Linked DNA regions of Zea mays: region 2 is linked to region 1. The links are chromatin contacts, called in public Hi-C maps. All regions are on one chromosome and are shown on one strand. The core of a region is the stretch at or near the end of the contact, and the rest is flanking DNA. Distances in the headings are between cores, read along the strand shown.

Region 1 (3,096 bases), core at 336-2,835:
AGTTCGACACTCATTAGAACATATTAGAGAGCTAGTGATCGTCTTATCGCTGAGGTTCTGATGATCCTGTTTTGCACGTGTCTAGGATTAACGAGCAGACTAGCACTATGTAGGTTTGATGATATTTTTGTTAGGGTTTTGACTCATATTGGAGACACCTATAGCATTTTCTGTTCCATCCTTTTCATATATGTTAACTTCAACATGTCCCTTATACTTGTGCATATTAGTTAGATTTTTCACAAACATATCTAAGGTGGAGTTTATTGACTTCACTAGCTTTCCATGGTTGTCAATCTTGTTCAAACCTAGATGCATACTTAAACCTATCTCAAATGCAACACTAGAGTAGAGGTTAGTCCATTAGTTCTCTCAATTATCAAAACCACACATGGGCCTTTCAATTTATCCCTTTTGGTAGTTGATGGCAACCACACAAACGTAGGAATTAAAATAGATTTCTAAGTTAGTACTCCATACAAGTATGAGTTACTAACTTGGTTTGGATTTGAGTAGCTTGTCTAAGATTTTAACCATATTTAGACAAGTTTTACAAACCCAATTTTGGTACTACTATCTTTCTCTAAATATGTGCTAGATGTTTGAATCTCAAGATTGTACATATGCTGAATTTAAAATTTTGGAGGAAGCAATGCTATTTAATGATGCTAAGGTGTATAGGATATACACTTAAAGCTTGTATACTTACTTGAATACCACTTGGAACCTTTTTCATCCTTAGTGCTTGATAGCTAAAAATACTAGAAACTTTTAGGTGAGGTGAACATTATAGCAAAGGTTCATCAAGTCGTGGCCTTCTCGTGGTCAGGGGATAGACTTCATTGGCTAGGTTCATCCTCTATTATTAAATGGACATCACTTTTCTTTGGTTGCTATAGATTATTTCACCCAGTAGACTAAGGCGGTTCCATTAAAGAAATAACACAAAATGAGGTAACTGAGTTTATTACGGAGCGTATCTTACATAGTTTCAGCATCCTTCAAACATTGACTATAGATCAAGGGACATCATTGTATCAAAAATTGTATGAGATTTTATCCATCTATATAAAATCAAGCTTCTCAATTCACAAGCGAATGAATAGGCTGAGTTTAGTAATAAGATTTTGATCAAACACATCAAAAAAAAGTTTGAGCATAATATAAGGAGATGTCATAAGGTTTTGCCGAAATCTCATGGGCACATCGTATATATAGGCGCTACTAAAGTTACTTTTTTGAACTAAGCGTACAGGTAAGAGACTGTACATTATTATTCGTTATTAGATGAAAACCTATACAACACATGTTTTTTCTATAGCGAGCTGAGGATATATTGGCGTGTGGAGCTAGGGTCCATTTGGGCCTACCACTAGAAAAAGAAATATTTTCCTTCAAATAATTGTGTATAGATAGGATTTCATCAACTCAGAACAAATTTCACGAGGATAACATCTATCACTCGACCACACGCAGTGGTACACGTGTGAAACCCAATGACGACGCATGCATACATGTAGAGCAAGCAAGTTTGAGAGTGACGACGACAGAGATGCCGACGTACGCATCGCTATTCATCACGCACTACTGCTATTGGTGGCGCGTCCCTGTCAACTGAAATGCATGTTAGCTCTACTGCATCCAATTGCATGCAGGTTGCTGCTGGCCTCTCATCTAGCTATCACGTCGTGTCAACCGAGGTTAACAAGCATCACGTACCCTCTTGTATGCACATATAGTGTGACCTACCTTTTGGCTGCATCATGTCTCTTGACAGCTCTCTCTCTCTCTATTATATATTCTATTCGTCACATATATGAGATAATGTTTTAAAACTTCTCATGGAAACTAAAACCAAAGTCAAATGACGAGAATGTCCTTGAGAGATAGAGACACATTAGAAAGAGAGAGATGTGCACCAAAAAACGAGAAACATATTACAAGGGAAGGTTAAGTATTTTGTGACAGAATTTGAATTCTATAAATTTATTTATTTTGGAATGGAGAGTGTTAGATTGGACACACTAACCAGTTCAATCTAAAACGTACACCAGAGAGAAAGACGTAAACGTGGAAATAAAGAGAATGGTGCATAAAGACGCATTAGAAAGAGAGAGAAAGCGAGATGTGCATTGAAAAAGGAGAAAATATATTGGATGTAGGAAGGTTAAGTATTTTGTGACAGAACTTATTGAGTTATTTATGTTGGAATGGATGGTGTTAGAGTGGACGCACTAACAAGTTCAATCCTGTCGGGGACCATAATTAGGGGTACCCTCAACACTCCTAATCTCAGCTGGTAACCCCTATCAGCACAAAGCTGCAAAGGCCTGATGGGTACAATTAAGTCAAGGCTCGATCCACTCAAGGGACACGATCTCGCCTCGCCCGAGCCTAGCCTCGGGCAAGGGCAGCCGACCCCGGAGGATTCATGTCTCGCCCGAGGACCCCGTCAAGCAACGGACGCACCTTCGGCTCGCCCGAGGCCCAGTCTTCGCCAAGAAGCAACCTTGGCCAAGTCGCCACGCCAATCGACCGTATCGCAGGAGCATTTAATGCAAAGGTGGACTGACACCTTATCCTGACGCGCGCCCTTCAGTCGACAGAGCCGAAGTGATCGCAATCACTTCGCCGCTCCACTGACCGGCCTGACAAGAGGACAGCGCCACCTGCGCCGCTCCGAATGCTGTGCCACTCGACAGAGTGAGGCTGACAGCAGCCAAGTCCGGCCTCGGGCGCCATAGGAAACTCCGCCTCGCCCGACCCAGGGCTCGGACTCGGGCTCAGCACCGGAAGACGACGAACTCCGCATCGCCCGACCCCAGGGCTCGGACTCGGGCTCAGCCCCGGAAGACGACGAACTCTGCATCGCCCGACCCCAGGGCTCGGGCTCGGACTCGGGCTCAGCCCCAGAAGACGAAGAACTCCGCATCGCCCGACCCCAGGGCTCGGACTCGAGCTCAGCCCCGGAAGACGACGAACTCTGCATCGCCCGACCCCAGGGCTCGGACTCGGGCTCAGCCCCAGAAGATGATGAACTCCGCTTCGCCCGACCCCAGGGCTCGGACTCGGGCTCAGCCCCGGAAGACGACGAAC
Region 2 (3,096 bases), core at 256-2,755, 230 kb before region 1:
TCAGTTTAGCAAAACTATGAATGATGCTTATAGGCCTAAACTCCTTGGCATTAGACGGGTTCTCAACCTTGGGAAGGAGGATAACAAAGGCTGAATTAAGAGCCCGAAAATTCCGAAAGTCTTTCCTCCAAATTGCTACAACAGCCGCCATGATGTCCTTCTTAATGATTGGCCAACACACCTTATAAAATCTTCCCGTGAAGCCATCGGGCCCCGGCGCTTTGTCAGAGGGCATCTGCTTGATGGTATCCCAAACTTCTTCTTCCGAACATGAGTTGACAAGGTGATCCAGAAGATGGTGTTGGATCCCGAGGGCCTCAAGATCAATGGAAGGTGCTGCTCAATTATTTTACGGAGCTGATTGGTAGCAGCAATGCAACCAAACTAACATGCACGAAACAACAAAGCTAATGTGCATTGCTGTGTCCTTCTCAAATGTGCTGTTATTCATATGTAATCCTAGAAATCCTATTCTAATAGAAAAGGCAGCCAAACTTATAACTATTTTGTAAAAAAGTGCCAATGCTAAATACAACGGGATCTGCATAGCACACACCCAGCAAAATACTCCGATGCCTTCTCGGCCCCGTCCTTCAAGGCAATGCTAACTCCAAAAAGCACGGCAGCAAGAATCTGAACAAACCCAATGTATTAGCTCCATGTGTAGAAGTAACTCTAAGCTGAATCAACAAAATGGTAGATAGATAGAAAAAACTGACCACAAGTGTCACCCTTCTAATGGCAGAGCCTTTCCCACTCGTGCTGGACACCGCTACGGGTTCTGCACCCTTTTTGGGTTGAGCACGTGGAGTAGAATTTACCGTCTCCTTTTCTGCATACATATCCAACGCGAGGTATCAGAGAGGGACAAGAAATCTCACGAAACCATCAAAAATGAATTCAGCAGATAGCATGGGAGTCCCCTTCTGAGGAACTTGATTTCAAAATGCGTCACTGAGTTATTGCGCATTTCTGATGTTGCAGCCGAACTATGGCGCCCATGGCTTGATGTTGCAACCAAACAATTGTGCGCATGGCTTGATGTTGCAACCAAGCTATTGCGCCCAAGGCTGGCTGGCTCGCAGGAGCCGAAGGAAGGAATTGGGCGGTAAGAAGCTAGACGGCGGTGGGGTGGAGCCGAGCGTCGTACTCACCAGAGCTTAGCGAGACGCCTTCCTCCTGTTCCGCCCTCCTGGCGCGCCGCCTCCGCATCCTCCCGCGCCGTCCTCCTTCCGCTTCCCCAGGGCGGGACGACGCGGCGGACACCGTGAACGGGAGAGGCCGCCACGTGAGCGGCGGCGGCGGGAGCGCCGCTCGCGCACGACGCGTCCACCACGGGTCCGGAAGCCGCGGCAGGAACCGCGTAGCGGTCGAAGCGGCCACCGCGGAAGCCATCGCCGGGGACGATCTCGGTCGGGGCGCGACGGGTGGAGCTCGGGAGCGTACGGCCGCGGGCGGAGGCGGAGCGGAGCACACTTCAGCGTCAGCCACACCGGCTGCGGTACAGGCGTATAGCGGTAGGCAGCCCACCCCACCCAAACGGAGCGCACGTGCGCCACCCGCAGCGGGACCCGTAACCCGTTTAGGACCCCGAACCCGGGAAGGCTCTCCCCTTGCCAGGTGGGCCTGATGCTCATCAGGCCCATCTCCCAGTGGTTGTTTTTGGCTTGTTCTCCCACTAACGCTTGGCGACTCACGAGTCGAGGGTTTCTCTCCTGCGCGGCGGCTACCTCTCTCCACGGCGGCGGCGGGCGATCCTGCAGATCCCGCGGCTCCCTCCGCGATTCGAGGTCAGTTTCCTCCGATTGGTGTTGCGTGTGGTGCTAATTCTGGGAATCCCGTCTCAATTTCTCGTTTATTTCGCTGTGGTTTTGGGGTTAGTCAGACTCAGATGGGGGAAGGCACAGAGAGCGGCGGCGGGGCGACCACAGCGCCGCCTCTGAGGTATATAAGGTGCTACAAGTGCGGGTTCTGCGACGTGGTCCGGTCCAAGAAGTGCTTGCTCCGCGCCCACGTGCTTGAGCACCACAAGGTACCAGCTGTGCTGCTCGCTTGCTCGCCGCCGCTTGGTTCAGACTTCAGATTTGCGCGCGTTCTCCTTTGTATTGTTCTACAGGGGTAACACTTATGGGGTGTGTGTAGGATGAGGTGGATGCTTTGGGGGGTTACTGGGAAGGTGGAGATGCTGGTCCGCGCAAAGAGATCAGCCGTGCGTGCGAACAGTGCGGGATGAGCTTCAAGAAGCAGGCGCATCTGAAGCAACATATGCAGAGCCATTCGCTCGAGGTACTGATCTGGCTGCTTATGTTGGGTTTTTTGGTATATTGCTCAGTGAATGCTCAGGCTACTAGTGCTCGCCTGGTTTGTTACTATCCGCTTAATGTTTATTGTGTGAGAAAAGGCCGAAAGCGAGATACATGCTGGTTTGACTCTTTTGGTGTGGTTGCTACAACCCTGTTATAATAACAATTGGTTCGATGGATGACTCTGTATACCTCATGGTCTTTCTTTAGTCCATTGTATGTTATTATTAATTATGCTGACTTTTGCAGTCTGTTTGTTCAGATACAGATGTGTGAAGCATTGGATCTCAAAGAACTCCAAAATGCGAGAAGGCCTTGAACGGACTAGTACCAGGATGGGGAGACCCTCCTGAGAAGCTCCATCAAGAGTTCCTTCATTCACGCTATTCTTCAGGTTGTGTGTTCTGAGCTATTCTGAGCTGCTTGCTGCTTTTTTTGTTATTATGTTCCTGTCACATGACATATGCTAAAGGTCTAGTCTGAGATTGCGATGCCACTTTTTTCAACAAGTTGGGCGTCTGCTGTTCTAGTCATATTTGATAATTGATGAATTTACACTGCAATGCTGTTTGAGTATATCTAGCTGTCACCGTTTGATGGCCCTCATTATTGACAGGATAGATTTAGCAGGCATAGAGAGACACAATTCCTGTTCTGCATAGTTTATGTGCTCGACTTTAGTTATGTGTTCACTGAAATGATTGGATCATGATCTTCCTTAGTTGAATTATACATTTCATGCAAAAATCAAATTAATTTTCATTTGAAGGTGAGTTATGCGGATACGGTGTGC

Evidence for each region. Hi-C and Micro-C count contacts between places; a contact is called where the count stands out from the background.
Region 2: a Hi-C map of leaf shows a contact between it and region 1, with 2.3 times the contacts expected there. The contact joins the promoter of LOC100284595 here to the enhancer-like site in region 1. A contact is called at or near these places in 4 of 25 Hi-C or Micro-C datasets (all in leaf).

The regions. Positions count from the first base shown.
Region 1 is chr6:36,862,415-36,865,510 of Zm-B73-REFERENCE-NAM-5.0, reverse strand. No RefSeq gene overlaps it. Among protein-coding and RNA genes, the nearest start is that of LOC109940646, 42 kb to the left of the region's middle. Within about 2 kb of position 1,585, at least 9 of the 20 cell types and tissues checked have an H3K27ac peak or open chromatin away from gene starts, as enhancers often do. A contact at or near this core is called in leaf, where this site is marked.
Region 2 is chr6:37,090,187-37,093,282 of Zm-B73-REFERENCE-NAM-5.0, reverse strand. It overlaps LOC100284595 (protein alx), which reads right to left and starts at 1,505. Exons shown (of 13, transcript NM_001157490.2): 1 at 1,155-1,505; 2 at 720-832; 3 at 557-633. The coding sequence starts at 1,395. It overlaps LOC100383605 (Transcription factor IIIA), which reads left to right and starts at 1,659. Exons shown (of 9, transcript NM_001362095.1): 1 at 1,659-1,790; 2 at 1,882-2,032; 3 at 2,143-2,286; 4 at 2,566-2,697.